Regions from separate parts of the Mus musculus genome. Here region 1 is linked to region 2. Evidence: chromatin contacts called from public promoter capture Hi-C data. All regions are on one chromosome and are shown on one strand. The core of a region is the stretch at or near the end of the contact, and the rest is flanking DNA. Distances in the headings are between cores, read along the strand shown. Region 1 holds the start of Mrps21 (mitochondrial ribosomal protein S21). Region 2 holds the start of Mex3a (mex3 RNA binding family member A).

Evidence for each region. Promoter capture Hi-C pulls out the DNA fragments that hold promoters and counts their contacts.
Region 1: a contact with region 2 is called in a promoter capture Hi-C map of liver, with 3 times the contacts expected there. The contact joins the promoter of Mrps21 here to the promoter of Mex3a in region 2.

The regions. Positions count from the first base shown.
Region 1 is chr3:95,869,931-95,876,397 of GRCm38.p6, reverse strand. It overlaps Mrps21 (mitochondrial ribosomal protein S21), which reads left to right and starts at 4,884. Exons shown (of 3, transcript NM_001355759.1): 1 at 4,884-4,945; 2 at 5,783-5,904. The coding sequence starts at 5,822. C920021L13Rik (RIKEN cDNA C920021L13 gene) reads right to left here and starts at 4,876. Exons shown (of 4, transcript NR_040446.1): 1 at 4,713-4,876.
Region 2 is chr3:88,527,620-88,534,139 of GRCm38.p6, reverse strand. It overlaps Mex3a (mex3 RNA binding family member A), which reads right to left and starts at 2,194. Exons shown (of 2, transcript NM_001029890.3): 1 at 1,292-2,194. The coding sequence starts at 1,745. It overlaps Gm38618 (a long non-coding RNA gene), which reads left to right and starts at 2,260. Exons shown (of 2, transcript XR_867447.3): 1 at 2,260-2,783; 2 at 3,747-4,874.

The DNA of each region.
Region 1 (6,467 bases), core at 3,635-6,134, 7.3 Mb before region 2:
ATATGCATGGAGGCCAGAAGAAGGCATTCATTGTATCCGATGGAATTTAATTATAGATGTTTGAGGGCCACCATAGAGGTGCAGGGGGCCAAAATCAGGTCCTCTGCAAGATAGCAAGCATCTCTTCAGGCTTCTGGATCGCCTTTTATTTGTGGAACTTGTAACTTATATTTTCTACCTATAATAATTACTTCCCCTGAGTCACCAGTTATTGGCTTGCTGAAAATACTGCTTGAGTCAAAATATCCCCTTTCTTCTCTTTGCACTATGGTTCTGCTCCATCTTGCTACCACTCAGCACTAGGGACTGAACTCTCGTTCCCATACATGCTAGGCAAGGGCTCTACCACAAAGTCTACAGTCTCTATATTCACCGTAATCCCTCAGAGTGGTTTTTCTACTGGGAATCGAACTACCACTGCAGTCAACTGTCTACAGCCCAGCTCACATTACTTTCATTGTGTTGCACCTGCCAAAGGAACTAATGAGCTCACAAAATCAGCACTAAAGTATTTTATAACATACCTTCCCCCTAATCAATAGTGAAACCCAGGAGCCTTCACAAATCCTGTGTGTATTGTATCACTTGACACTTAATGCTACCTTCTGAAACTTTCCTACCTTAGATCTTGTGACTACATACAGTCCCAATTCTCCTCTTACCCAACTGGCAGCACTTTCTAGGTTTCTTAATGGCCCCATTTCCACCTACCAGAGTGTGGGTGTGCTCTGAGGCTCCAGTCTTGGTTTTTCTATATATATATTCAATCATCTTATCCAGCACCTTGGGATACAAAGTCTCTGAATCAAACTGTCAAGTTTACATGTAAGTTTCAGTAGAAGATCTCTGCTGGGCTTTTATGCTCCTCTGCTGCTCATAGAGTCAAGCTAGGCTAACAAGTTACACCAGGTGAAACCATCAGTAAACAAAATGGCCTGCAGGTCTTTGGGGAAGCTTTGGGATTTAACTGAACATCATAAATCATCTTAACTTTGCATCATCTGTCCTAAGAAGGTAAACTGATTGTATGCATTTCTGCTGGGGAGTTCATTTGTATATTGGTATATCACTTATACAAAAAAAAAAAAATGACTGAAGGAGCCAGCAATATGGCTCAGCAGATAAAGGCTCTTGTAGGCAAGCCTTACTGAACTGGACATGCAGATTCCACACCGTGGGAGGAGAGAACCAACTCCTGTAAGTTGTCCTCCTACCTCTGCACATGCACATAACTATGTAGGCTTACACACACACACACACACACACACACACACACAGAGAGAGAGAGAGAGAGAGAGAAGTCTTTGTTGTTTTTCAATTACAGAGGGCTATAGAGATGCTCAGCCGTTAAGAGCACCCATTGTTCTTGCAAAGGACCAAAATTCTGATTTCAGTACCCACATGGTGGCTCACAAACCTGTGTAATTCCAGTTGCAGGATATCTGACCTCCTATGGTGCACATACATGCAGGCAAAACACTCATACATATACAATAAGTCCAAATACTTTCAATTAGCTAAAAATTTATTAAAATGTTAGCATTTTATGGCTGTGGAGGTAGCGCCATACAGTGCTGGTGGTTCACGCACAAAGCCATGGGTACACGTGGATGTCATCTCAGCCCCTGGGAGGTGAGGCAGGAGGATCGTAAGCTGATGGAGGGTCATCATCAGCTACACATCTTCTTCCAGACCAACCTAGACCCTGTTTTAAAAGACGTGTGAGGAACACTGGAGAGACCGCTAGGCAGTCAAGAGCAGTCGCCATCTCATCATAAGGATTGGAGTCAGAATCCCAGAAACCATTTAGTAAGCCAGGCCAGGGCATCCCACAGCTATACAGCTCTGAGAGATCTGATGCCCTCTTCTGGGCATGCCCAGGAACATGCACGTGTACATATGTCTGCACATACATGCACACATGGGCACACAAGAACGAACACACACACACACATGTGCGCGCACACACACACATGCGCGCACACACACACATCTATAAAGTAAAAGACCTGGTGAGATAGCTCAGTGGGTAATGGCGTCTCCCACCACTAAGCCTGATGATCTGAGTTCAGACTCAGACATGGGACCCACCCAGTGCCAGGAGGGGAACAATTCTGGCAAGTTGTCCTCTGACCTCCATACATGTGCTATGACACATACACATGAGCTTTTTTTAAAAAAATGTATCATTATTATTCTTTTTTTTAAAGATTTATTTATTTATTATATGTAAGTACACTGTAGCTGTCTTCAGACACTCTAGAAGAGGGCATCAGATCTCGTTACGGGTGGTTATGAGCCACCATGTGGTTGCTGGGATTTGAACTCTGGACCTTCGGAAGAGCAGTCGGGTGCTCTTACCCACTGAGCCATCTCACCAGCCCCCACACATGAGCTTTTATGGGAGCTCTTGTACACATGTACACATGCATACACCTGCACGAGTGCACACACATGCATACAAACACACACACACACACACACAATGACTCCTCTTCTGTTGATGAAATATATGATGCCAACATTTTTCTAGATATCTAGGCTTAAAACTTAGGGGCATTGCAGTTGGGCAGAAGGCTCAGAGGTTGATAGTACTGACAGCTCTTACTGAGGACCCAGGTTAGATTCCCAGCACCTATATGATGGCTTACAACATCTGTAAATCCAGATCCAGTGGATCTGATGCTCTCTTCAGGCTTTTCTGGACATCAGACATGCATGTAGACAACACCCCCCATATACATTTATAAAAACTTTTTTTTCAGTCTAGTAAAAAAGAAAATGATAACAAGAGGAGAAGAGTTGGCTCAGCAGTTAAGAGCACCTGTTACTCTAGCAGAAGACCCAAGTTCAATTCCCAGCATGTACATGGTAGCTCTCAACCATCTGTAATTCCAGGCCCAAGGGATTCAGTGTTCTGTTCTGACCTCCAGGCACAGACATAACACACATACACATACATGTAGGCACACACATACATGTAAGCAAAATACTCATACACATATAATAATAAAATAAACCTTAAAATTAAAACAAAAATTAATGAATTATCTTACATTATATCCCATTCGATTCTTTTTTTAAATATATATTTTAATTAGGTATTTTCTTCATTTACACTTCAAATGCTATCCCAAAAGTTCCCCATACCCTCCCCTCTCCACTCCCCTACCCACCCACTCCCACTTCTTGGCCCTGCTGTTCCCCTGTACTGGGGCTTATAAAGTTTGCAATATCAAGGGGCCTCTCTTCCCAATGATGGCCGACTAGGCCATCTTCTGCTACATATGCAGGTAGAGACACGAGTTCTGGGGGTACTGGTTAGTTCATATTGTTGTTCCACCTATAGGGTTGCAGATCCCTTTAGCTCCTTGGGTACTTTCTCTAGCTCCTCCATTGGGGGCTCTGTGATCCATCCAATAGCTGACTGTGAGCCCATTCGATTCTTATGACCAATTTTGTGAGACCAACAGAGTAGATGTTAGCATCATTTTACAAATAAGAAGCCAGATTGAAAGTTCATGTTTAGCAAGATCTAGATTATAAGTATTTGTAGGTCACAGATCTCCATTTCTTCTACCCAAGTCTACCACTATAGCCCAAGAGAGCCGTATAATATCAACAAATAAACATGGTAGTATTCCAATATTTTTATTTAGACAAAAAGTGCAGACCCCTAGTCTGAGTAACTTGTTCAAAGTCATACGTCTGCTGATGCTTAGAATCTGAAGCTAGAACTCCTTTCTAACGGATTACGTACTGTCCATAGAATTAATTTTGCACTTATTATATGCGACTGGGCCTAAAATTGTGTCTACATACTGTCAGTTGTACAAGAGACACTGGAATAGTATCAGCAGTGCTTAGCAGAGGACAGTCATTCAATTAGGTTTGCTGACAAGCACAAAGGTGTCTAGCTTCAGTTTGGGACTTTGGATTTGGCTTACTACGAGGCAGGCTTAAATTTTGTGTGAATACCTATTAACTGATAATGACCTGGCCAGATGGCCCGGTGGTTAAGAAAATTAATTGCTCTTGCAGAGAACCCAGGTTCTGTTCCCAGTACCCACATGGCAGCTCAGAGCCTCCTATTAACTCCAGTTCCAGGGCCCCAACACCTCTCCAATCCTTCTTGAGCTCCTGCACGCACGCACGCACACGGTGCACATACATACACGCAGGCACACGTACACACACACAAAATAAAAGCAAATCCCTTAAAGAAGTAACAGATGAGGGTGCATCTGTGTGTGTTGTGGGTAGGTTTTTCTGTATATGGATACTTCTAAACCCATGTAAATAACCATATATGGAGATGTGGGGATAACATACACATAGGGTTGTCCAGACGTATGGAAGAAAAAAAAATTCTACTAGATCTTACAAGGCAACAAATGGCAAAGTTGGCATTAAAACAACAATATTTTGATTTAAAATTCTGCAGGCGTTTCCCATTTGTTTCTTTTTGATTCTACTTTATTTAATGAAATGGCTTAGGTAGCTGATGCAATGGGAAACTCACAGTATGTAATTTCTTTTCTTAACTTTTAGGCAGATTAGGGGGTGTGGAGCCATTTTTTTCACCCGGTGAGCAGATCTGTCCTTTTTAAATAGAAAATATTCTCAGGACGCTTCCCATTTCCCATCCAGAAAACGAAATCGCTCAAATCTAGTAAAAGTTTAACAGGATTAGAGCTACGGATCGGGCTGACCTTCTCGCAGACCCGACGACCGCGACTCCTCCATAGGAAGGTGAGGACGCTGTTCCTTTGACTGTCAGGCGGAAAGTCCAGCGCCTGCGCTCAGCACCGAACCTTCGCAAGGTCAGACGGTAAGCGGAGCTGCAGTCGGCTGAGCCCTGCAGCGTAGCTTCCTCCCGTCGCGGGACTCCGTAGCTTCCGCTTCCGGTCCGCAGAGACCCGGAGTCCGAATTCAGAGGCCCCAGGTAGGGAGCTCGAGGGGTGTGGGGGGGTTCACTGAGCTGCAAAGCGAGTATGGCGGGAGGGCAAGATTTCGCGTGGTGCCTAGAGGCGGACGAAGAGTTCTTTCTAACTCTCAGCGGAAACCTATTTTTTGGTTTGCTTTGCTTTGCTTTTTCGAGAGTGTTTTTATGTAGCCCTGGCTGCCCTGAAACTGGCTCTGTAGACGAGGCTGGCCTCGAACTCAAGAGTTCCGCCTGCCTCTGCCTCTCAAGTGCTGGGATAAAAGGCGTGGGCCACCACTGCCCGGCAATTATCTTTTAATTATTTCTTGGTGTGACCGGGGGGTTGGGAGGGGCGAAAGTCAGGACAGCTTGCAGGAGTCTGTCCTCTCTTTCCACCGTAAGGATCCAGGGCTCTAACTCGGGTCATCAGGCTTGGTGGCAAGCGCCTTTACCTGCTAAGCCATATCACTGCGTAGTGAAAGAAATGTTGCTAACAATTTGCTTGTACTTTTTCATTAAAAAAAAAAGTTATTTATATTTTATGTGTGTGAGTGTTTTACTTGCATGTATGTCTGTGCATCACAGAGGTCAGAAGAGGGTGTTGGATTCCCTGGGACTGTATGTGTTGTGAGCCACCCTGTGGGTACTGGGAATCGAACTTGGATCCTCTTAACTACTGAGCCATCTCTCCAGACTTACTTGTACTTACTAAGATATGGAGAATTCCTCCAGCCCAGTTCTGTGGATCTCAAGCTGGTTCTGTTGCTAAATTAAATAAAAACTACCTATGGTAAGTTGTGACTCTGTTGGGCTTTGTTCTCTTACATTGAGTCTCTGGTTTCCATGCTCGATGTCCAGTCTGTAGTCCCGGAAGAATGAAGATTTAAATACGAGGCCATGGCTAAACATCTGAAGTTCATTGCCAGGACAGTGATGGTTCAGGAGGGGAACGTGGAAGGTGCCTACCGGACCCTGAACAGGTAAAATGAGTCGAGTCTTGCCTGGACCAGCCGTGGGAAATGTGAGGTGATCCTGCACCCAGCCTACCACCTCATAAAGCCTACCACTGGTGCCAGCTCTGTGTAGGCTCTGAATACCACCACCTCCACCTCCTCCTTTTTTCCTCCTCCTCCTCCTCTTTCTTCTTCCTCCTCTTCTTCTTTTAAATTTATTTATTGTGCATACAGTGTTCTACCTGCATGTATGCCTGCATATCAGAAGAGGGCACCAGATCTCAGTACAGATGGTTGTGAGTCACCATGTGGTAGCTGGGAATTGAACTCAAGGCCTCTGGAAGAGCAGCCAGTGCTCTTAACTACTGAGTCATCTCTCCAGCCCCTCTGGACACTTCTTATCCCTTCAGTTTATTATCCTAAAAATGAAGTTCTCCAAATTCAGCTCGATGGAGCTTATCCAACAAGCAGCTATCATCCCTTGATGATAAATCTGAGTTCTATCCAAAGACCCCGAAAAACTGCTGGGCACACTGTAATCCCAGCACCTGGGAGGTAGAGACAGGAAGAATTTGAGAATAATTTAGATG
Region 2 (6,520 bases), core at 945-3,444:
ACACCAGGCTCTGAATCTCCAGGGTTTGACAAGGAGGGGAAATCCAACTTTCTAAACCAGAAACCCCCAAGAGATTGAGGGAGGGGGCGCTGTGCAGGGGAGGGGCAAGTTCCCCTCCTCCACTCCAAATCCTCCAGCCCCAACACTGGGATGGATGAAGTGGAATATGTGGTAGGGGCCCCAGCCTGCCTCCCCTCCACTGCCAGGAACTGGCCTTCTTCTTTACTCCCGCGGAATGCAGCCCCTCCATTGTTCCCCACCGTGGGACAGCTCCTCCCCCCACTCCACCTCCCAGCCCAGCCCCTTTGCCATATCCAAATCCCGCCCCCCCCCCACAAGAAGCTAGGAGGGGAAGGGTCCCTAAGATCCAGGTTGTTCAATTTGGGTCCTTACCAACACTCCCACCCATCCAGGGATGCTGGGCTGGGAGGGTGTGGTAACATACTCCATTGGCTTAATTCAACACCCCTCCCAGCACACCCAGACACGCACCCCCCCCCCATATTCCAAGTGGAGGTTTCTGTCCTGTCCCCCTTCACCGACATGCCCTTCCTGGCCTGTCCCATGAATTCACTCAGAGACTTCTCTGCAGACCCCTAGCTCCAGGCCGTGGCCAGCCCAGAACAAAAGCAAGACGGAGGAGGAGAGGCCCACGCCAAGACTGGTACTTCCTCAGAAATTCCCCTCCCCAAACACAGGGGCCCTCCAACTTCGGTGTGTAAGCGACCAAGGGACCCCTCTTTGCCAAGGGCTCCCTCATCACCTCTCCCCAGACTGGGACCCTCCCCTGGGCCACACCCCCTTTCATTCCTACACTCAGCCCAACAAAGAGGCAGCTCTTCAGTCGGGCTTCGTGGACTAGGTCTCCCTCAGAGTCCCCAACTCCAACAGCAGAAGGTCCCAGGAGTGCCCCCTCCCCAGTATACAAGCAGAAACTAGAGTAGGGGCTCCCAAGTAATTGCACATTCCGTCAGTCCTTCCAGCCAGGAGCCGACACCCCCTCCGCACAGACCCTGGGATTGGGAGGCAGCTCCCCCTCCCCTTTCCTCTCCCAGTTCCAGGATATTTCTTTGTCTACGGGCGGAGCCCCAGGGGAGGAAGGGTCCCGAGAGTCGTCCCGACTAGGGGTAGCAGGGAACTTTGTGGCACTTGGAATCTGGGCAGGGGGCGGGGCCCCCTTTGTCGGGAAGGGACAGAGCCAGAGGCGCGCAAAGAAGGAAGCGATGAACTTTCCGTGCCGGGGACAGCAAGCCCCCACTCCAACCCTCGCAGTGTCCAGACGCCCGCTTACCTTGCCTGCCCACGATCTCGGCCACGTGCTCGGAGGTGGGCACGGGAACGCACTCCGTGGTGTTGCTGCTGCCCTTCAGTCGCAGCTCGGCCTCTTTGTAGAGCGCGCAGAGCTTGGCGTCGTTCGCCCCTTTGGGGGCGGTGGGGGGCTGGGGCGTCTGCGCCGCGGGGGCCGCGCTCGGGGCGGCCGGGGCCGCCGCGGGCGGCGGCGGCGGGGCCGGCTGCGGGGGGGCGGCCGGCTGCGCGGGGGCGCCGCCCCCCCCACCTCCCCCGTCCTCGCCCGCCGTGGGGGCGGGGGGCTCCCCCAAACCCAGGAGGCAGAGTTGATCAAGAGCCAGCTGAAGGGCGCGCTCGTCTTCCAGCAGCCCTCGGTCCTTAGCGCTTCCCCCGAAACATCCTAGTTCTCCAAAGCCCCCATTTCTTTCCATTATTCCAGATACCACTAGACTAGGCATGGCGAAACAAAAGCTGGGGGAGAGAGGGAGAGAGAGAGGTGGTGGAAGGGAGAAGAGGAGAGAGGAGGGGAGGGGAGAGGAGAGGAGGGGGTGTGTGGGGAGGGGGAACAAAGAGCTGGGGAGGGGGGAAGAAAGCGAGATAGAAAGATAGACCCACCCCTAAGCCCCCCTCCCCAAGCACCCTGTAACCTGACTCCCCTCGCCCCAGCCCCCGGGTGGGGGTGGGGGAAAAGAAGCAAAACCAAGAAAGCAGATCTCCTCTCGCTCCGGGGTGACGGGGTGGGGTGGGGGGCTGCGGGCCCTAGCCCCCACCCCTCCGCCTCGGACCCAGAGTCTCTACCCTCCGCCGAGCAGACGCCCCCTTAGGTTCCCGCACCGAGCCCCAGTCCCGGAGCGTCGCTCAGTGGCCCCCAATAGAGCCCAGCCCCTTCCAGCGCTCAAACTCTTTTGTTTTAAATGAACTGGATGGAGCAGCATGGAACTGACGGGAGGGGGGCGCGCCGGGGGCGCCCGGGGCATGCCGGGAGTTGTAGTTTCCCGCCCTCGGGCGCGGGGAGGAATTCCTCAACCCGGGCAAGAAGGGGATTGCGCCCCTCGGGCTCTGCCCACTGGTCACGGGAAAAGCCTCGGGTGGGTTGGGAGTTGTGGTCCGAGAAATTTTAGGAGCTGGCAGTATGCGGGAAGGGAGCGGGTGTGGAAAGGCGTTTCTCCTCTGCCCGCGGGTCCCGGGCCTCTTTCTTATGGTAATGAGGGCCGGGGCGGAGCGGCCTCGTGGCTGCAGTGCCCTCCCTCCTCCCGCGCGCGATCGCGGAGTCCACGGGCTCGGGCCTCTGGGAGAGAGCTGGTGGAGCAGACAAAGCCCGCGGCCGCTACAGTGGGAGGAGCAGGTCTCTGCGCTGTGTGGGGGCCAGGAAGGGGCGTTCGGTTGGGGGTGGGACCCCCGGTAGAGGATGTGGTTCCCTCTCTTCTCGGAGGTAGCAAGCCCTTCCCCCTCCCCCAGCCCCCCAGTTCCGGGATCTCAGAGGCCACGACTGGGAGGTGAGTTAGTTCGTGCCCCCGTGGTCCGTGCAGTGACCCGGGGAGGATGAGGAGGCGTGGAGGGAGAGGATGGGGGTGGGGGCTGATCCGGGAAGCCAGAAGGGTCCTAGAGGCTTCGTATGGCTTAATTTGGAGCCTTGAACCTTGAGTAACAGGAGTGAGATTGGGGGCCCCTGAGAACCCAGGTTTTTTATTTTTACTTTTTTAGACCTGAGCCTCGAATATAGTGGAGGAAATCTTTTGTCCCTTAGGACGGTCATTTCGCTGTTTCCTTTGCCTCCTTTATAAACCAGTAATTCAGCCCTTTTAACCCTAGAAATATGGCGAAAGAGATCATAAATAAGCTTTTAAGATTTGACTGTTAAGAGGGGAGTTAGAGTGTACTGCATTCTTTTCTCTTTCTTTCTTTTTTACTTCCCCCCTACTCTGTATCTTCTGGTTTTTGTTTTTGTTTTTCTTTCAAGAGAGGGATGGGATCTAAAGGTCTTGTGGTCAGGCTCAAGGAGTCACCTCCCCAAGTTGGATCACAGTAGATGGGTATGCTGGGTGGGTAGGAGTCCCGCCCCTGCCCGAGGGGTTTCCTTTGGGAAATCTGAGCTAGTCTAGAGGAAAAGTTTTGCATGAAGGTAGGGCAGTAGATTGACAATGGGGATGTCAGGAGGCACAGTGAGGCCAAAGGCCAGGAGGGCTGAGCTCAGGCCCGGTCCTTATAAGCTGATTTTTGGAAAGTGCGTTTGCACAGCATTTGGGAAGGCTGGAGTCTGAGCTGAGTGGTCGGTGGGTATGAGAGTTGTGGCTCTCCCCCTTCGGTATAGATGGTGAAGGAGAACTTTGAGCTGAGGGACCTGGCTAGCTAGAGTAGGGGAGGAGGTGCCCCACATGGAGGACTTTATGGGAGTGGATGCTCTCGCCTTCCAGCAGGAGTGGAGGAAGGCTTCTGACTCCTGTTCACCTCTCTCCCAGGAACCTGGACTTGGGCGCTGGGAGTTTCTTTGGAGAAAGTTTCTACTGGAGACCAGGTGACGGTGGGGCTAACAGCTGTTTGCAGCTTTCCTGTCCTCACTGAAACCAGATTCCCCCCAGAGTTTGCCCCATCTCTGATTTCCTCCTCACTAAACCAATTAAGGCAGGAGGTTAATGACCAAAAAAGCCTTGGGGATTTGATCGGGGAGGAAAACAAAGGGCAGAATCTATGAGTGGAGAGAGGATGCTGCTGAAAGGGAAAGGGACAGACTGAAGGTGGAGCGGGCAGGGTGGCACCCCACTGGAATCTCCCCCCACCCCCCCACCCCACCCCATACAACAAAGATACACCAGTCCTCAGGGGATCTTAGCACCCCCCACTCAAAGTCACACTGAGACTCCAGACCTCCTCCAAGGCAGAAGAGAGCCCATGTGAGCCTAGCTCTTGGAGGGCAAGGTGTGTGTGAAGGACTCAGGTGTACCCACAGAACAGGCGTGTGCTGAGATGATGGATGCACGGTTGCTGTGGGGGCGAGGGAACGGCTCTTGTTCCTGAGGCTCAGGCCTCCTTTGTTCAGGCTAATGCCACTCCGTCTGGGCTGCTGTGCACATGGGCCCAGCTCTGCTTCCCTTCCCTGGTGTCCCTGCACACCTAGGGCTAAGGACAGATGCCTGATAAGCCACTCCCTCCATTCTGCCAAAGAGTGTGGAGGGTGTGTTTTGGTCCCCTTGGGACTCTGAGGATGTCTGTCTGTCTCTCTATCTGTACATCTCTGCCTCTGCGTGTGTGTCTCTTCGTTCCTGTCTCTCTCTTCCTTGCCCTCTCCTACCCTCCTCTCCTCTCCCAACTCCTGTTTTCTGCTGAGGAATCCAAGGACCCTGATGAGTTGTTGAATTGGCTGTGGGCACTGAATACTTCTGTGTGTTTGTGTGTTTATGCATGCATGGGTGCAGGGCAGGAAAGGTGACCCAGGCCTGAGGATAGGAATGTGGGGAAGTCCATATTGGGAGACCCATTTCCCTGTCTGCTCCAAGCACTCTTGAGTGCCTGTTTTCAGCTGTCCACACAGTGACTACCAAAGTAGAAGGATACACCTAACTCCAGTGCCCTGGGAAGGGAGGGAGACATGAGAGGCTGTCACCAAGTCCCATCAAGCAGGTTGGCCTTGGTTTTTCATCCCCTGCCCCTGTTACTCTGCCCCTCACAGGCTGCCTCGGTCTCTCCTTGTCAGTTCAGCCTCCCTCATGCTTACGAGGTTTCCCTGGCCTTTTTGGGTTTTTTCTTTTTCTTTTTCTGTTTTTGTTTTTGTTTTTGTTTTTTCGAGACAGAGTTTCTCTGTGTAGCCCTGGCTGTCCTGGAACTCACTCTATAGACCAGGCTGACCTCGAACTCAGAAATCTGCCTCCCAAGTACTGGAATTAAAGGCGTGCACCGCCACCATCGCCGGGCGCCTTTTTGTTTTTTAACTAAATTGTACTTCATTTATATATTACGGGTGTGCACCCGCTGCAGCACTCCCACATGAAGGTCAGAGAACAACTTGTGGGAACAGGTTCTGTCTTCCACCACGTGAGTGAGTCCTGTGGACTGAATTCAGAGGGTCAGGTTTGGTAGCAAGTCCCTTTATCTTGACGGCCGCCTTTTTTGCCTTTTTTCCCTTTTCATTTTCTTTCTTTCTTTCTTTCTTTCTTTCTTTCTTTCTTTCTCTTTTTCCTTCCTTCCTTCCTTCCTTTCTTCTTTCTTCCTTTCTTTCTTTCTTTCTTTCTTTCTTTCTTTCTTTCTTTTCTTGGTAGGGTCTCCCATAACCCAGGCTGGCCTGAAACACATTATGTAATTAATCTAGTAGCTGAGCCTGGCCTTGAACTCCAGTCTCCATCTCATAACTACTGGTATTGCATGTGTGTGCCACCACACCTGGCCTATTTTCCTTTTTTAATACCTCATGTTGGAAGTACAGCTGGATGTCTAGCCTCTGCTTTTCTTGCTGAATGTGCAGCCAGTTTTCCCTCTTAGGCTGAAGTGTGCTGGAGTTTAGAACAGTTTTCAGTGTGTTTTGTGTGTACATGCATGTGAGTGAGTGTGTGTGTGTGTGTGCACATGCATACGCAAATGTGCCATAACACACATGTGAAAGGCAAAGGACAACTTGAGGCAATCCTAGGGATTAAATTCTAGGGGTCCACAGACTTGGGGGCCAGGTCCTTTATCCATGAGCCTTCTTGCCTGCCTTCAACTTAGTTCAGCTAATAAGAATATATTGGGTAAGAGTATGCAGCCTGTGAAAGGATCCCAGACCTGATCCCTGCTCTCATGGAGACTCAGGGTACTGGCCCACATGGCCAAGATAATAAGTGGGGGCTAAACCATCTTTGGGGCTTGGAGAGCCACCAAGGCAGGAGGGGTGGGTGGCTGGCCCTTTGTGTCTCAGCCTGGCCTCCAAGCCCTTTGCAGCCCCAGGCTTAGACCTAAACAGACAGCAGATCCCACAGCCAGATCCGCTGCACTATCCATGACTCCCCCCAGGGGAAGCAAGTCTGAGGGGCTGGGCTGGAGCCTGGGCCCCACAGGACAGCTGGCTAACAAGGCCCCTCTGGGACTCTGGTCTGGGCCCAGGCATTCAGGAGGCCGTGATACTGGAGCTGTGACAGTTGGTCCTTAGATTTCCCCACCCAGTGGCGCCAGCTCTGGTTTCTGGCTGGGTGGGGGAGGGGATTCGTTGCCCTCCTGGGACAGGGAGGCAATAGGCATGGCCCCTCGAGAGTGTCCCTGTGAG